Linked DNA regions of Sus scrofa: regions 1 and 3 are each linked to region 2. A link is a contact called in public Hi-C and HiChIP or PLAC-seq data. All regions are on one chromosome and are shown on one strand. Each heading gives the region's core, a stretch centred on a gene start, on an enhancer-like site or on the middle of the called end of the contact. The rest is flanking DNA. Distances are from core to core; before and after follow the strand shown. Region 1 holds the start of SNRPC (small nuclear ribonucleoprotein polypeptide C). Region 2 holds the start of C7H6orf106 (chromosome 7 open reading frame, human C6orf106). Region 3 overlaps C7H6orf106 (chromosome 7 open reading frame, human C6orf106).

Evidence for each region. A called contact is a pair of places that touch in the nucleus more often than the background predicts. HiChIP or PLAC-seq counts read pairs in DNA pulled down with a chosen protein or histone mark.
Region 1: an H3K27ac HiChIP or PLAC-seq map of alveolar macrophages shows a contact between it and region 2. The contact joins the promoter of SNRPC here to the promoter of C7H6orf106 in region 2. A contact is called at or near these places in 1 of 5 promoter capture datasets (liver), 4 of 47 Hi-C or Micro-C datasets (embryonic fibroblasts, epiblast stem cells, heart right ventricle and 1 more) and 1 of 2 datasets of contacts at active chromatin or transcription factors (alveolar macrophages).
Region 3: a Hi-C map of liver shows a contact between it and region 2, with 4 times the contacts expected there. The contact joins the enhancer-like site here to the promoter of C7H6orf106 in region 2. A contact is called at or near these places in 10 of 47 Hi-C or Micro-C datasets (alveolar macrophages, embryonic fibroblasts, fetal liver and 4 more) and 2 of 2 datasets of contacts at active chromatin or transcription factors (alveolar macrophages and skeletal muscle).

The regions. Positions count from the first base shown.
Region 1 is chr7:30,706,882-30,711,464 of Sscrofa11.1, forward strand. It overlaps SNRPC (small nuclear ribonucleoprotein polypeptide C), which reads left to right and starts at 1,455. Exons shown (of 6, transcript NM_001190203.1): 1 at 1,455-1,505; 2 at 1,852-1,894. The coding sequence starts at 1,498. LOC106507687 (a long non-coding RNA gene) reads right to left here and starts at 1,229. Exons shown (of 3, transcript XR_002345651.1): 1 at 1,160-1,229; 2 at 184-283.
Region 2 is chr7:30,664,831-30,669,047 of Sscrofa11.1, forward strand. C7H6orf106 (chromosome 7 open reading frame, human C6orf106) reads right to left here and starts at 2,285. Exons shown (of 6, transcript NM_001243026.1): 1 at 2,075-2,285; 2 at 1,970-2,072. The coding sequence starts at 2,126.
Region 3 is chr7:30,628,733-30,633,212 of Sscrofa11.1, forward strand. The region is part of intron 2 of C7H6orf106 (chromosome 7 open reading frame, human C6orf106); the gene reads right to left. Among named protein-coding and RNA genes, the nearest start is that of C7H6orf106, 36 kb to the right of the region's middle. Within about 2 kb of position 2,074, at least 58 of the 83 cell types and tissues checked have an H3K27ac peak or open chromatin away from gene starts, as enhancers often do. A contact at or near this core is called in alveolar macrophages, fetal liver, liver and 2 more, where this site is marked.

The sequences.
Region 1 (4,583 bases), core at 205-2,704, 41 kb after region 2:
AAAAGCATGATACTGGCTTTAGGTAGTAATGATTTCCTTGAGCCCAGACTCTTGCCTCTTCCCCTAAATAGAAAAGTGATAAACTCATTGAGATGTCTGGCTTTCTCTAGCTAACAATAATCTTTTGATGTTCTGACAATCTGGTTTTCGTTGTAAATCTGTATTTTCTGGCTCCTCCCTTACCTCTTCAGAGCAGTTCCTCAGAGCTGAGAGGCTGTCTTCCAGGCTTAAGTCCTCAGTTTTGTCCGCCAAGAAAAGCATAACTCTTAAATTTTAGGATGTCCTTTCCATTTTTTTTTCCATTTGACAAAGCACCCAAGAGATAGTAAATATTCAAATATTTATTATTCATTTTTATTAATTATTATTATATCATTATACTATTTATAATTATTATTTGAATATGGAGCAAAAGAAGCAAGAGTCCTCCCCCCTAGTTCCCAACATTATTTCCTCTTTTTTTTTTTGTCTTCTAGAGCAGCACTTGCGGCATATGGAGGCTCCTAGGCTAGGGGTCTAATCAGAGCTGTAGCCGCCCACCTACGCCAGAGCCACAGCAACGCGGGATCCGAGCTGCGTCTGCGGTCTACACCACAGCTCACTGCAGCGCCGGATTCTTAACCCACTGAAGGAGACCAGGGATCCAACACGCAACCTCATGGTTTCTAGTCGGATTAGTTAACCACTCAGCCACTATGGGAACACCCTCATGACTTTTATTAGGGAAGGTGATGTAGGTTAATGAGCAAAAGTCAGGTGCAGGTAATAATAAAACTATCTCTTAGTGGTTGTGCTTTTTGCACGTGCACCAAATTGGTTTACTGCAAAGTTCAGCAGTTTCAGTGGTCACCAACAGGGCCTCACCGGTGAGAATTATTCGTATTTTTCAGAAGAGGAAATTGAGGTTCAGAAAGACTAAATAATTCATGCACTCGAAAGCAGGGAAGGGACCTCAAACTTGGGATTCTATCACCTCTAGGGTTACTGACACGTATGTAAAACGACTTGTACCAGGCTTTCTTGCTTTAAGAAACCTGTTATTTCTCAGTTGTCACTTTCTCAGCAAGTTTTCTGTCTTATTTAAAGCCAAATGCCCCTCTTCCATGCTTCATCCCTCCCGCCATTGCATTTGGCTACATCTAACCCACCTCATACTGACTTTATTGTATAGCAGGCAATCATTAGATGACTCGAAAGGATGAAAAACATGTTTCCGGGAGTATCAACACTCTAGGGGACATGGGCGTGGCTTGAGCCTCAGGGAGCTACTTAGTACCGCCCCCCCTCCCGCCTTCCGGAAAGTTAAGGATAGGTAGGACAAACCCCGCCCCTAGCTTCACGCTGACGCAGGTGACGCCCACGCGGGCGTTTGGATTGGAGGACGGGAGGGATTTTTTGCAGTCGCTTTTGACTCATCGATTCTCTCGCGCGGGCGCCTACTGTGTGCGTCACTTCCGGGCGGCGCGGAACGGAATAGCCAACGGCCTGAAGAGCATCATGCCCAAGTGAGTGGGCCCCTGAATCTGGGGGTGTTCGCGTTCACAGTCGCTAAACGTGGCCCTCCCGGGAAGCGAAGAGCGGGTTCTGGCTCCTGGGGCCCCTGGGGGAACGAGGGGGTCTGGAGGAGGGCATCAGACCGGGAGCGCTAGATAGCCCTTTTTGAGAGCGGAGGTCGGCGCTGCCTAAGGCAACCAAAAAGCTTGGTTTGTGTCAGGACGTTTTGTTTGATGTCTTCGAATTTTAAATAGGTCTTTTACTTTATATTTTACCTACACGAACAGAACCTTAGTGAACAGGCCTTTATTAACTGGTTGTCGTCTTTTCTTTTTCCTACCTTTCTCCTCTTTCCAGGTTTTATTGTGACTACTGCGATACATACCTCACCCATGACTCTGTAAGTAGCGTTTTTGTTAACTTTCAGAGAACCAGATATGTTTGCCATTAGCAACAGCGTGGATGGACCCAGAGAGTATTATGCTTATTGAAATAAATCAGAGAAAGACAAATACACTGTGTTAGCACTTATATGTGGAATTAAAAAAATAATAGGGCGTCTTGGGAGCTCTGGGATGTAGGTTTGATCCACTGCCCAGCCCAGTGGGTTAAGGAGCTGGCGTTGCCGAAGCTGCAGCTTAGGTCGAAAATGCGGCTTGGATCTGTCCCTGGCTGGGGCACTTTATATACCTCGAGTTGGCTTAAATAAATAAATAATAAACAAGCCTCCTGGGAGCCTCATCTTCGACCTACACCACAGCTCATGTCAGTGCCAGATCCCTGACCCATTGAGTGAAGCCAGGGATTGAACCTGCATCCTCATGGATACTAGTCGAGTTCATTTCCACTGCACCACAAAGGGGATTCCGATAAATTAGATTTAAAAAAATTTTTGTAATTCGTGCTTTTTATTTTGATTGGAGAAAATACTTTGGGGTGTTTGTTTTTCCACTCTTCCTGTAACTCTTTTATAATTCAGAGTTATTAATTTTCCAGGAGTCAGTGTTTTCAGTGAAGACCCAGAACAATAAAGCTTTAATAAGTTTTTATTTATTTATTTATTTTGTCTTTTGTGTATCTAGGGCCACATCCGTGGCATACGGAGGTTCCCAGGCTAGGGGTAAGTAGGAGCTGTAGCTGCTGCCCTATGCCACAGCCATAGCAACTCGGGATCTGAGCGACCTACACCACAGCTCACGCCAACACTGGATCTTTAATCCACTGAGTGAGACCAGGGATGGAACCGGCATCCTCATGGTTACTAGTTGGGTCTGTTAACCACTGAGCCATGACGGGAACTCCTAGCAAATTTAAAGGTGAAAAAAATTTATATGACAAGTAAAAATTCTAGGAAAATGTCCTAAATTTCAAATACTTGATTATGTCAAGGTTCTCAAATGTTTAATCAATTAAATTGGAAAGAAATGCCTAAATTTGAAAGTGAGTACTTTCATTGGATTAAAACTGCTTAACAAATAATAGTAGCAACTAAAATTGAATATTTATTGTGTCAGACAGTGTTCCAGATATTTTACATGTATCAATTTGGTTAATGCTCATGATAATCCTATAATGTTAGTATTTTCCATTTTACCAAGGGGGAAAATGAGGCAGTATCGATAACTGACTGGATTTGCCTAGACATTCTAGCTCCAGAGCTTCCATGCCAGCACTGTCAAGTCTGTTTCACAGCCCTTTTATGCTATTAAAAATTACTGGATTGTATTTTTTAAAGGAGTGGGTTATAGCTACAAAATTTGATGTATTTGAAATTAAAACTTAAAATACGCTAATTCATTTAAAAGTAATGGTAACAAGGAGTTCCCTTGTGGCACAGCTGTTTAAGGATCCACATTGTCACTGCTGTGGGGCAGGTTTGATCCCTGGCCTGGGAACTTTACATGCTTGGGGTACAGCAAAAATAAACGAAAGGGCATGAATCAGAGCTATAGCTGCCGGTCTGTGCCTCAGCAACATAGGATCTGAGCCTTGTCTGCATCCTAGTCACAGCTGCGCCACAAAGGGAACTCCCATCGTTGGGAATTCTTTGTAACACATGGTCAGATGTAGTTCAGCATTAATAGATTTGTGGAACATGTAAGTAAGGTGGTTTTTCTGAAAGAAGTAATGGTTCTAGATATTATTAAAGATTGGAATTCCCACATGGCACAGTGGTTAACGAATCCGACTAGGAACCATGAGGTTGCGGGTTCGGTCCCTGGCCTAGCTCAGTGGGTTAACAATCTGGTGTTGCCGTGAGCTGTGGTGTAGGTTGCAGACATGGCTCGGATCCTGCATGGCTGTGGCTCTGGTGTAGGCCGGTGGCTACAGCTCCGATTCAGCCTAGCCTGGGAACCTCCATGTGTTGTGGGAGCGGCCCTAGAAAAGGCAAAAAAGACAAAAAGATATAAATAAATAAATAAATAAAAATGTAAAAAGAATAAAGATTGTCCTGGAGGAGATGCCTCCAGTAAGTTGGTATTAGTAGTAGCTTGCCTGTCTTTTTGTTTTGTTTTGGTTTTATGTCCCTAACCCCCTCTAGCCCCTAATTTTCTGAAATTGTTAATGTGGGGGCTATACCTTTCTATCCTTTTCCAGTGCTGTGTTATCATACATTCACTGTTGCTAGTACTAGAATTCAGAGTATGGAAAAGGATCTCTTTAAAACAAATACTGCTTTGTGAGAAACATCAGGAAATCTTGTAATAATGTTCTAGTGTGGTATCTTGTGAAACTAGGAAGTTTCCGAGGTGTTTGAAGCGGTCTCTGTGGTGGACTTTGAAATGTATAAAACATTCATTGCTCTAACTTTGGAACTTTTCTTGTTCTTAGGCATAATTCTGTTATTTCACTGAAGGCATCGTTGTTATATAGTGTAAGCAGTGGTTTGGGAGACAGGGGACAGTATTTTGAAATGTAGACCATGAAAAGACAATTTCTGCTCACATGACTGGTCATATCTGCTACCACTGAAGCAATGATGTGAAGAGAGGTAGGAGATGGGTAGGCAGACCTGAGATGCATCTGAGTGAGATCTGGATTCTAGGCCTTGGTTTGCTGTTTTTGGACAAGTCTTTAAGCATAATTAG
Region 2 (4,217 bases), core at 1,035-3,534:
TTAAACACACACACCTCAAGCATATAAAATTCATTACACTGGTTCTGTAGCCATAATAATTGTACTGATAAATACTGACTCTAAAAAACTAAAAACTTATTAAAGCAGGATTTAAATGGTACAACTCAAAAAGGCGGGGAGAAATACTGATCCTCCCCTACTAAACTGGCAGCAGCAATACGCCAAGTTTCCTATGCTAAACTAGTGTAAACAAGGAAGAAAAAAAACCAAGAGTGGGAAACAGGCAGGCACGGGTACATGCCTCCTCAACACATTGCTTTACTTCTAAATTTCACCAGCGTAATGTCTCTTTCCAGTGTTTTCAATAACCTCTGTCACTCTTTATTAAACACAGGCTCGTGTTCAGAAAACTACTGTAGGCTGTAGTACCTATCTGAGATCATTCCAGACATAAAAGATAAAAGAGGGGATCACAAATGCTTCTTTAATTATAAAGACTACCTCCTACATTCAAAGAGTTTTCTAAACATCTAGAAACTCAATCCTACTCTTACTATAACAATCAACTTTAAAGACAGAACAGGACCTATCAATGATGCTGCACAGAAAAAAATTCACACATCACCTTTGGAGCCATCACAGCCACAAGGCTCCCATTAGTAAGATGCGCATCATTTAGGACAGGGCTCGACCAGGAATGGGATAAAGACCAGGCTCACGGGACCTCCTTTTCTGACACTGCCTGAAGCAGTGGACAGGGAATAAAGGTGAAACTGGCTATATAAGTGATGCCAAGAGAAACAAGATTCCACATGCCAGGGACAGAATGCCCAACACAGAGAGCAAAGGGCACTTATCTCATGGCTTTCTGACCAAAGAAAGATGAGTTGTTTCACCTGAAATACTTTCAAAGGAAGTTAATATTCTCCACTTTATCACGCACTCTGAATGAATTCAACAACTCCTCCTCGGTACACAAAGGGAAGCCTTACTTGAAAAATAGCAAGTGCTACCATCCAAAGCCAGTAAACACTTCTTTAGTCTAAGTTATCATGGTCTTCTGTCCCAATTCAGTCTTCTACAAGAAGTCTCCAAGCCAAAAATACTTGGTTTCCAGCCTAAGTTCTCCATCTTCCCAAACATTTAAAAACCCAGCTGTCTTCCCCTTAAGACCCTCTGGACAAGCCCCTCTCCTTTCCCCGCATTCTGGAGCCCAGGGCTCCAATCCCCTCAGAAAGTTCCCTCCCCCAAGATAAACTCTCCTTCACTTTCCTAAGTTTTTTCCCAGACCCTGCTCCGGGTCTAGCGCTCCATTTCTCCACTAGTAGATCCCACTCTATCCTGGCACAACTCTTTGGAAAGTCTTTTTTTTTTTTTTTTTTAAGCCGTATTCACCTGTCCTGCCCCATGAAGTTCTTCCCTTTTCCCTATCTGTCCTCCAGTGGACACACACACACGATCTATTCTTATCAAATCCTAACTCCAAGTCTCACCCGTGCCCAGGTTCTTCCACAGCACCTAATTCTCTCCCGGAGTTTCCCCTCATCCCTGTCCTCCTCAGCCCCTAAGTCCACACCCCAAGCTTTTTTCCACTCCCTATCTTTAGGTTTTGTGTGCTTTTTACTCTTAGCCAACAGCACAGCCCTCTTCCTCCCAGATTTACCCCACGCCTCGATACTCAAGTCTCTGCCCCTCTTCCAACGTTCATCGGCTGCTAATGCTCCGAAGAACCTCAGGAAACCCCTCCCCACACACACACTCTCCCGTCTCCCTTCCGCCTCTCCTGCCCTCCATAGCCCCCAACTCTCCTCGTATGTCCCCCTCTAGCCCTGCTCAGTCCCCGAATTCTCGCAGGCCCATAGGACTCCCCACACGCCCTCCCCGCCCCCGGAAGAGGGTGCCCCTCAGTGCCCGCCCGGCCCGCCCTGCTGCCGAGCTCGGGTGTCCCTTCCCTTCCCCTCGGGGCCCCGAGGCCGCTGCTAGGACTCGCGCGGCGGGGCCGGCTCACCAGTTGGTCATGTCCAGGAAGAAGGCGCAGCCGGCCGGGTTGAGCTGGAAACCGAGCAACCGCTGGAACTCGGAGATGAGCACGTCCTTGTCGGTGGTGCCCAGCAGCTGAACTTCTGCATCAGCTCGGGGTCCAGGTCCACGTCCATGCCCTCCATGGCTGGGGCCGGACACTCACTTCCCCGCCTCCTCACAAGCGAACCGCCGCCGCGCCGCCGGGCCCGGGGACCAGGAGGGGGCCCGCTGCTAGCTGGCGCCGCGACCCCGCTCCTCTGAGGTAGGCCCCGGGCCTCTCACCGCCTCATAGGGGTAAACTCACTCAGCCACTCACTCGCTCGCGCGCTCCCCCCCCTCCCACCCCCCCCAGCGCCGCCGCCTCCGCCGCCGCCGCCTCTCGCTTCTCCACCACCTCCGCCTCCTCCCGCGTCGCGCCCACTGCGCAAGCGTCGCCGGCTTAGGCCCCGCCCCTTCCTTTCCAGAAGGCCTGCCCCTCAGTGGCGTCACAACCCCGTGACGTCCCCCGCGTGACCTCACCGCGGTGGAGCGAGGGGGCGGGCGGTGGGAAGGAGGAAAGGGTTGGCCAGGCGACGCGGGGAGGTGACTGAGGACCTGACATTTTTCTCGCCCCGCCTCAACCCTCAAGGGGAGGAGTTAAACCCAGCGGTTGGGGGAAAAGCTCAGGCATCTTCGTCTACAACTCCAGCATTTTGCGCGTGAGGAAATGAGAAACGGAGACCAGGGCAAGGTCAAGTACTGAAGTGCACAGAGAACCCATCCCTCCCAGCCGAAAGACTTGTTTGCCTAAGTTTCTAGAGCGGCTTTCCCAGAAGGAAGATGCCATAAGTCCTTGGTTCCTGGCCACCCCCGGGGATGATTGCTAGTTTACCCATGCTGTTTCTGTTATGTATGCAACGGTAGTCTCCAGAAAGAAAAGGAGGCCTGGATACAAACGTCAATCACAGGTCCAGGTGAACATTGTGCATAATCTTCTACCGGCTCCATCAGGGCCAACTCTCTCTTAAAAGTTAAGTCACAAGGAGTTCCAGCGGTAAGGAATCCAACTAGTATCCCATGAGGATGAGCGGTCCGTCCCTGGCCCTGCTCAGTGGATTAAGGATCTAGCGTTGCATGAGCTGTGGTGCAGGCCAGCAGCTGCATCTCTAATTCCACCCCTAGCCTGGGAACTTCCTATGCTGCATGTGTGATCCTGAAAAGCAAAAAAAAATTAAGTCACAAGAATTTGACATGCCTTGTTCAGTTGTAGAGAGCAAAGTGTCAGTGAACATATAGTACACCTGCCTGGTCAGGGCCCCTTGTTAAGCTCAAAAAATGAGAAAGGAAACACAGACTATCTTGTCTACCCCCTTTCATTCCTCTTTCAGCATGAGCTTTTAAACACCTGATTTGACCAGCAGTCTGCTACATCCAAAGAGGGAAGAGATAATTTTAAAATGGTCTCTTTGCTGTACAGTAGAAAATGGACAAAACACTGTAAACCAACTATAACGAAAAAATGAAAATAATAAAATAAATTTTAAAGAAAAAGGTCGCCTGCCTTCAAGTAGTTCTGTCTTACAGATATGGAAAAGAACATCCAGAAGGTTTCTATATCTTGTTCAAAAATGCAGAGCAGCAAAACTAGAACCCATTTCTCAGTCCTAATATAATGTGTTTAACATAATTTCAACAAGCAGACAACTAGAATAAGTGACCAGTAGTATCCTGGGTGCTTTGAGATTTGGGAAAAGGAAAACATTCTACCTCCTTCTTTCCCACTACCAGATGAAACTAAAACTATGGCTTTAAAAGCCTAGGTTCTGGGGTCACACCCATTTGTGAATCAAATTCTCCTTCTGCTAGTTATTGGTAATCACAGTGCTTGCCCAGATAGGATTGTTGTGAGGATTAAATGAGGTAACAGTATATAAGCTCAGTACTCTGCCTGCTCCGTAAGAGCCATTCAAGAAATGGTAACTAGTGTTGTGGCCATAAGCCTGACGAGATGACTGTGGGGTTACTGATACAAGCAGGCAGGGATTACATCTCCTGGTCCCTCTTCTACCTTACTTCCCTTACTGGGCCTTTATTAAAATATGAAATAGGGAGTTCCCATTGTGGCACAGCGGAAATGAATCCAAGTAGGAACCATGAGGTTGTGGGTTCGTTCCCTGGCCCTACTCAGTGGGTTAAGGATCCAGTGTTGCCGTGAGCTATGGTATAGGTCGAGGATGTGGCTCAGATCCCACGTT
Region 3 (4,480 bases), core at 824-3,323, 36 kb before region 2:
AAAGGAGTATCCTAACTGCTTTTTTATAGCCGTATCCACTATAAACACACCATTATTTATGTAACCAGTCCACTTTGAGTTTGTTTCTAATCTTTAATTCTTCCAAGCATAAGCTTAAGCCACATAGTTTTATATATAAGTGCATCCCTATAGGATAAATTCCTAAAAGTGGTACTGCTGAGTCAAAAGGCATATATTTGTGGCTTTATCTAAACTTCCCTCAAATAAAAGAGTTATATACTTAAGGAATGCTCCCATCAAGAATGTATTACAGGAGTTCCTGTCCTGGCGCAGTGGTTAACAAATCCGACTAGGAACCATGAGGTTGCGGGTTCGATCCCTGCCCTTGCTCAGTGGGTTAAGGATCTGGCGTTGCCGTGAGCTGTGGTGTAGGTCGCAGGCTTGGCTCAGATCCCGTGTTTCTGTGGCTGTGGTGAAGGCTTGGAGCTACAGCTCCGATTTGACCCCTAGCCTGGGACCCTCCATATGCCTCAGGAGCGGCCCTAGAAAAGGCAAAAAGACAAAAAGACAAAAAGACAAAAAAAAAAAAAGAATGTACTACAGTTTCTATTTCCCCACTGGCTCATCAACAGTTTTTCTCCAACGTTTTGGATTTTTGTCAATCTGATAGGTAAAAAATAAGATCTCAGTGAGGTCTTAAAATGGTTTTCTCGAGAGAAAGTTTTCTCTTTTTATGAGAAGTTAAATGTATTTTATATGTTTACAAGTCATTTGTAGTTTCTTTTCGGAAGTACCATTTTGTAAATTTTCTTTTTAATTACTTACATGCTTATAAGCCCCCTTACGAAGGAACTCCAAGCACACAAATCAGAGTTTCTAATTGAACAGAATCACATGACTGACAGCATGGTTCATCAGTGCCAGAAACCAAAGGCCACTAAAGGGTTTAAGTAAGCTATGTTCATTAGAGATCAAAGAAATTACGGTAACTGCTTCTCTTATTATGGTCTTCCTCAAACCAGTGACATCATTCCCAGACCCCACAGTTTAACCACGCAAAAATAGCCTTTTCCAAACATAACCCAACCATAAGCCAATGGATTCAGCGGGTTGCTTTTAATTATGCACAAACATAGCATGAAATAAGTTCTGACAGTACACAACTGTTGAAGAGACATGCTATTAACAGCAAATACTTTTCTGCTGGGGGCCTGTCTGCTCCTCCAGGTGTTTGCAGCTGCCAGAAAGGAAGGCTATATTTAGAGCAGCTACCTCAGGTCAAGGCTCATGCAAGGGTGGCCTGTAGTATTAATCAGTACTGCCTGGAATTATACCACTACCAGCTGCCGGCCCGTGTGTGCTAGATAAAATTTACACAGCGCAGAGCTGGGCCAGGGTCCAAACTGTGCCTGTTTACTTGACCATTCAATAGGAACACTTGGACTTTAGACTCTTCTAGAAATTTCCTTATCTAGCTGACTGTGATCCAAAGTGAAGAATATGTGACTGGTCAAACTTGGGGAGGCCCAGACCCTACCACCCACAAATAGGCTTAGGAGTACATCTGGAATCAGCCTTATACTTAGAGATCAAAGATAAAATGAGGGAGAGAAAAATAAGCCTAGTTTGCACTTTGTTCTTCTGAAAGCTTTTCATAAAAACTAAGTGTCCACATTTTATAAAGATAATTTTTCTGCCGAAGGTCCCAGGCAAACAGCCTGAATTGTTTTCTGTTCACTTGGCTGTAAAATATGCTTGAGAGGGAAGAAACTATTTGTGCGCTCAGGACAACTGCCAATTCTTATCCTCAGCCTGTGTCATATTTCGCCACTTGGCTCCACCTCATATCAGACAGGACTCAGAGACGAGCGCAGTAGAAATACTAACAAGTGGAAAAGTCCAGCTACCCTACTTAGGCAGATTCATCTCCCTCCTCAAATCAGCCTTCATCCCACAGTCAAGCCAAAAAACCTGCTTACTTGTACCTCTATTATATAGGAAATTTAGCCACAGATTAGGAAATATTTGTTAAAGCACGAAGTGAAACTGAAAGTAGTGAACTGGATTCCTGGCAGGAAGCAGGAGTGAAGGATGACAAAGCATATTCATTTTACAAGTAAAAGGTGGAGAGTGGACATTAGCCCAGTGGTGCTCTAATCTATCAGGAAGGTACACAACTTAAAATGTGGGTATAAGTTCCTTGGCACCTGGACCATCTAGATCACTAACTCACTGGGCCAAGGAACAGCAAGAATAGACTAAACAGCTCCAATTCAATGTAAGAACAAGCAGACATGATAGCACTGTATTCTGTTCAAAACAACATATGCAACTATTATTACTAGCCAATAAGAAACTGCATGAAACAGAGCTGGCTGAGGAGATGGGAAAGGGAAGGCACTAACTCAGCATGAGGCCCAGCCTGAAAGGTTAAACGTCTCAGTTCCTTCAGTGTTTTTGCTCAAGAAAAGTTTTTCTCTGATTTCAAATGGTTAAGTGTCCTGAAGAACAAAGGGAGGTAGTGTAACAGGGGAAAAAAGGGCACAAGCAAAGATGGATGATGGTGATGGTTACATAACACTGTGAATATCCTTTATACTACAGAATTGTAGTAAGTTAAAATGGTAAAACTTTATTCATTTTTTATTTTTTAAGTGAAGCACAGTTGATTTACATATCATGCTAGTTTCTAGTGCACAGCAAAGTGATTTGGGTTTATACTGAATACAGTTCCCTGTGCTATACAGTAGGAACTTATTGCTAGCTATTTCACATACAGTAGTTTGGATCTGCTAATCCCAAACTCCTAATCTCTCTCTCCCCGACCCCTTTTCCTCTTTGGTAACTCTAAGTTTGTCTTCTATGTCTGAGAGTCTATTTCTGTTTTGTAAATAAGTTTGTTTGTATATTTTAGATTCCACATAAAAGTGGTATCATATGATATTTGTCTTTCTCTGTCTTACTTCACTTAGTATGATACTCTCTAGGTCCATCCATGTTGCTGCAAATAGCATTACTTCATTCTTTTTATGGCTGAGTAATATTCCATTGTGTATAGTACCACATCTTCTTTATCCATTCCTCTGTCAATAGACATTTAGGTTGCTTCCATGTCCTGGCTATTGTAAATAGCACTGCCATGAACACTGGGGTGCATGTATCTTTTCGAATTAAAGTTTTCTTTGGATATATGCCCAAGAGTGGGAGTGCTGGGTCGAATGGTTTTTTTTTTTTTTGTTTTTTTGTTTTTTGGGTTTTTTTAGGGCCTCACTGGTGGCATACTGAAGTTCTCAGGCTAGGGGTTGAATTGGCTGGCCTACACCACAGCCACAGCCACAGCCACATAGGATCTGAGCTGCATCTTTGACCTACAACACAGCTCACAGCAATGCCGGATCCCCAACCCACTGAGCGAGGCCTAGGGTCAAAACCACATCTTCATGGATACTGGTTGGATTCATTTCTGCTGTACCACAACAGGAACGCCCTATTTTCAGTTTTTTAAAGAAATTTCTTTACTGTTTTCCATAGTGGCTACACCAACTTACATTCCCACCAACAATGCAGGGGTTCAATCCCTGGCCCAGGAACTTCTGCATGCTATGGGTATGGAAAAAAAGAAAAGTTTATAAAACAAAGGTAAAGGAAAAAAAAAAAAAAAAACAGAAAGAAAAGGTATCTTTTTTTCCCACCACTGCAAGATTAAAAAAAAAAAAAAAAAAAAAAAAAAAACAGCCACCTAGGGAACACTCAGACGACCTAATGAGGATGAAACTGATATGCTGAGGATGATAGATCAGAAAGAGGGAAATAACTGCTGTGTCCTTGATGATGTAGTTGAACTACTAAATTAGGGAATCTCAAAGCCATCTTACATTGGGCATTCTTGACATCTGAGAAAACACAACTGGCCTATTGTTTAAAAGGGGGCAGAGGGGGGCAGATGCTGAGGATACAGCAACTCGACACTAGCATTGCAGAGTTTAATTTCTGAGTCCCTTTGGCTAATGATCATGATCAAACTATTTTTCCTTTCTAAAAAAAATTGAGGTGAAATTCACACAACAATTAACTACATACTTAATATATACAATTCAGTGATATTTACTGCATTCACAACATCGTGCAACCACCACCTCTACTTTCAAAACTCTTAAGTCATCTCATACCCGTTGAGAACACCCTATAAACAGAATCACTCCTTGTTCTTCCTCCTCCCCCCACAGCTGCTGGCAACCACAAATCTGCTTTCTGTCTCTATGAATTTGCCTGTTTTGGGTAACTTACATAAAAGGAATCATATAATCTGCAAACTTCTATCTCTGCCTTCTTCCACTTAGCATAATATTTTTGAGATGCATCCCAAATAGCAGCATGATGATCAGTATTTCATTCCTTTTTATGGCTAAATAATATACCATTATATGTACCTACCAAATTTTGTCTATCCATTCATCTGCTGATAGGCATTTCAGTTGTTTCTATCATCTTTTGACTATTATGAGTAATGTTGCTATAA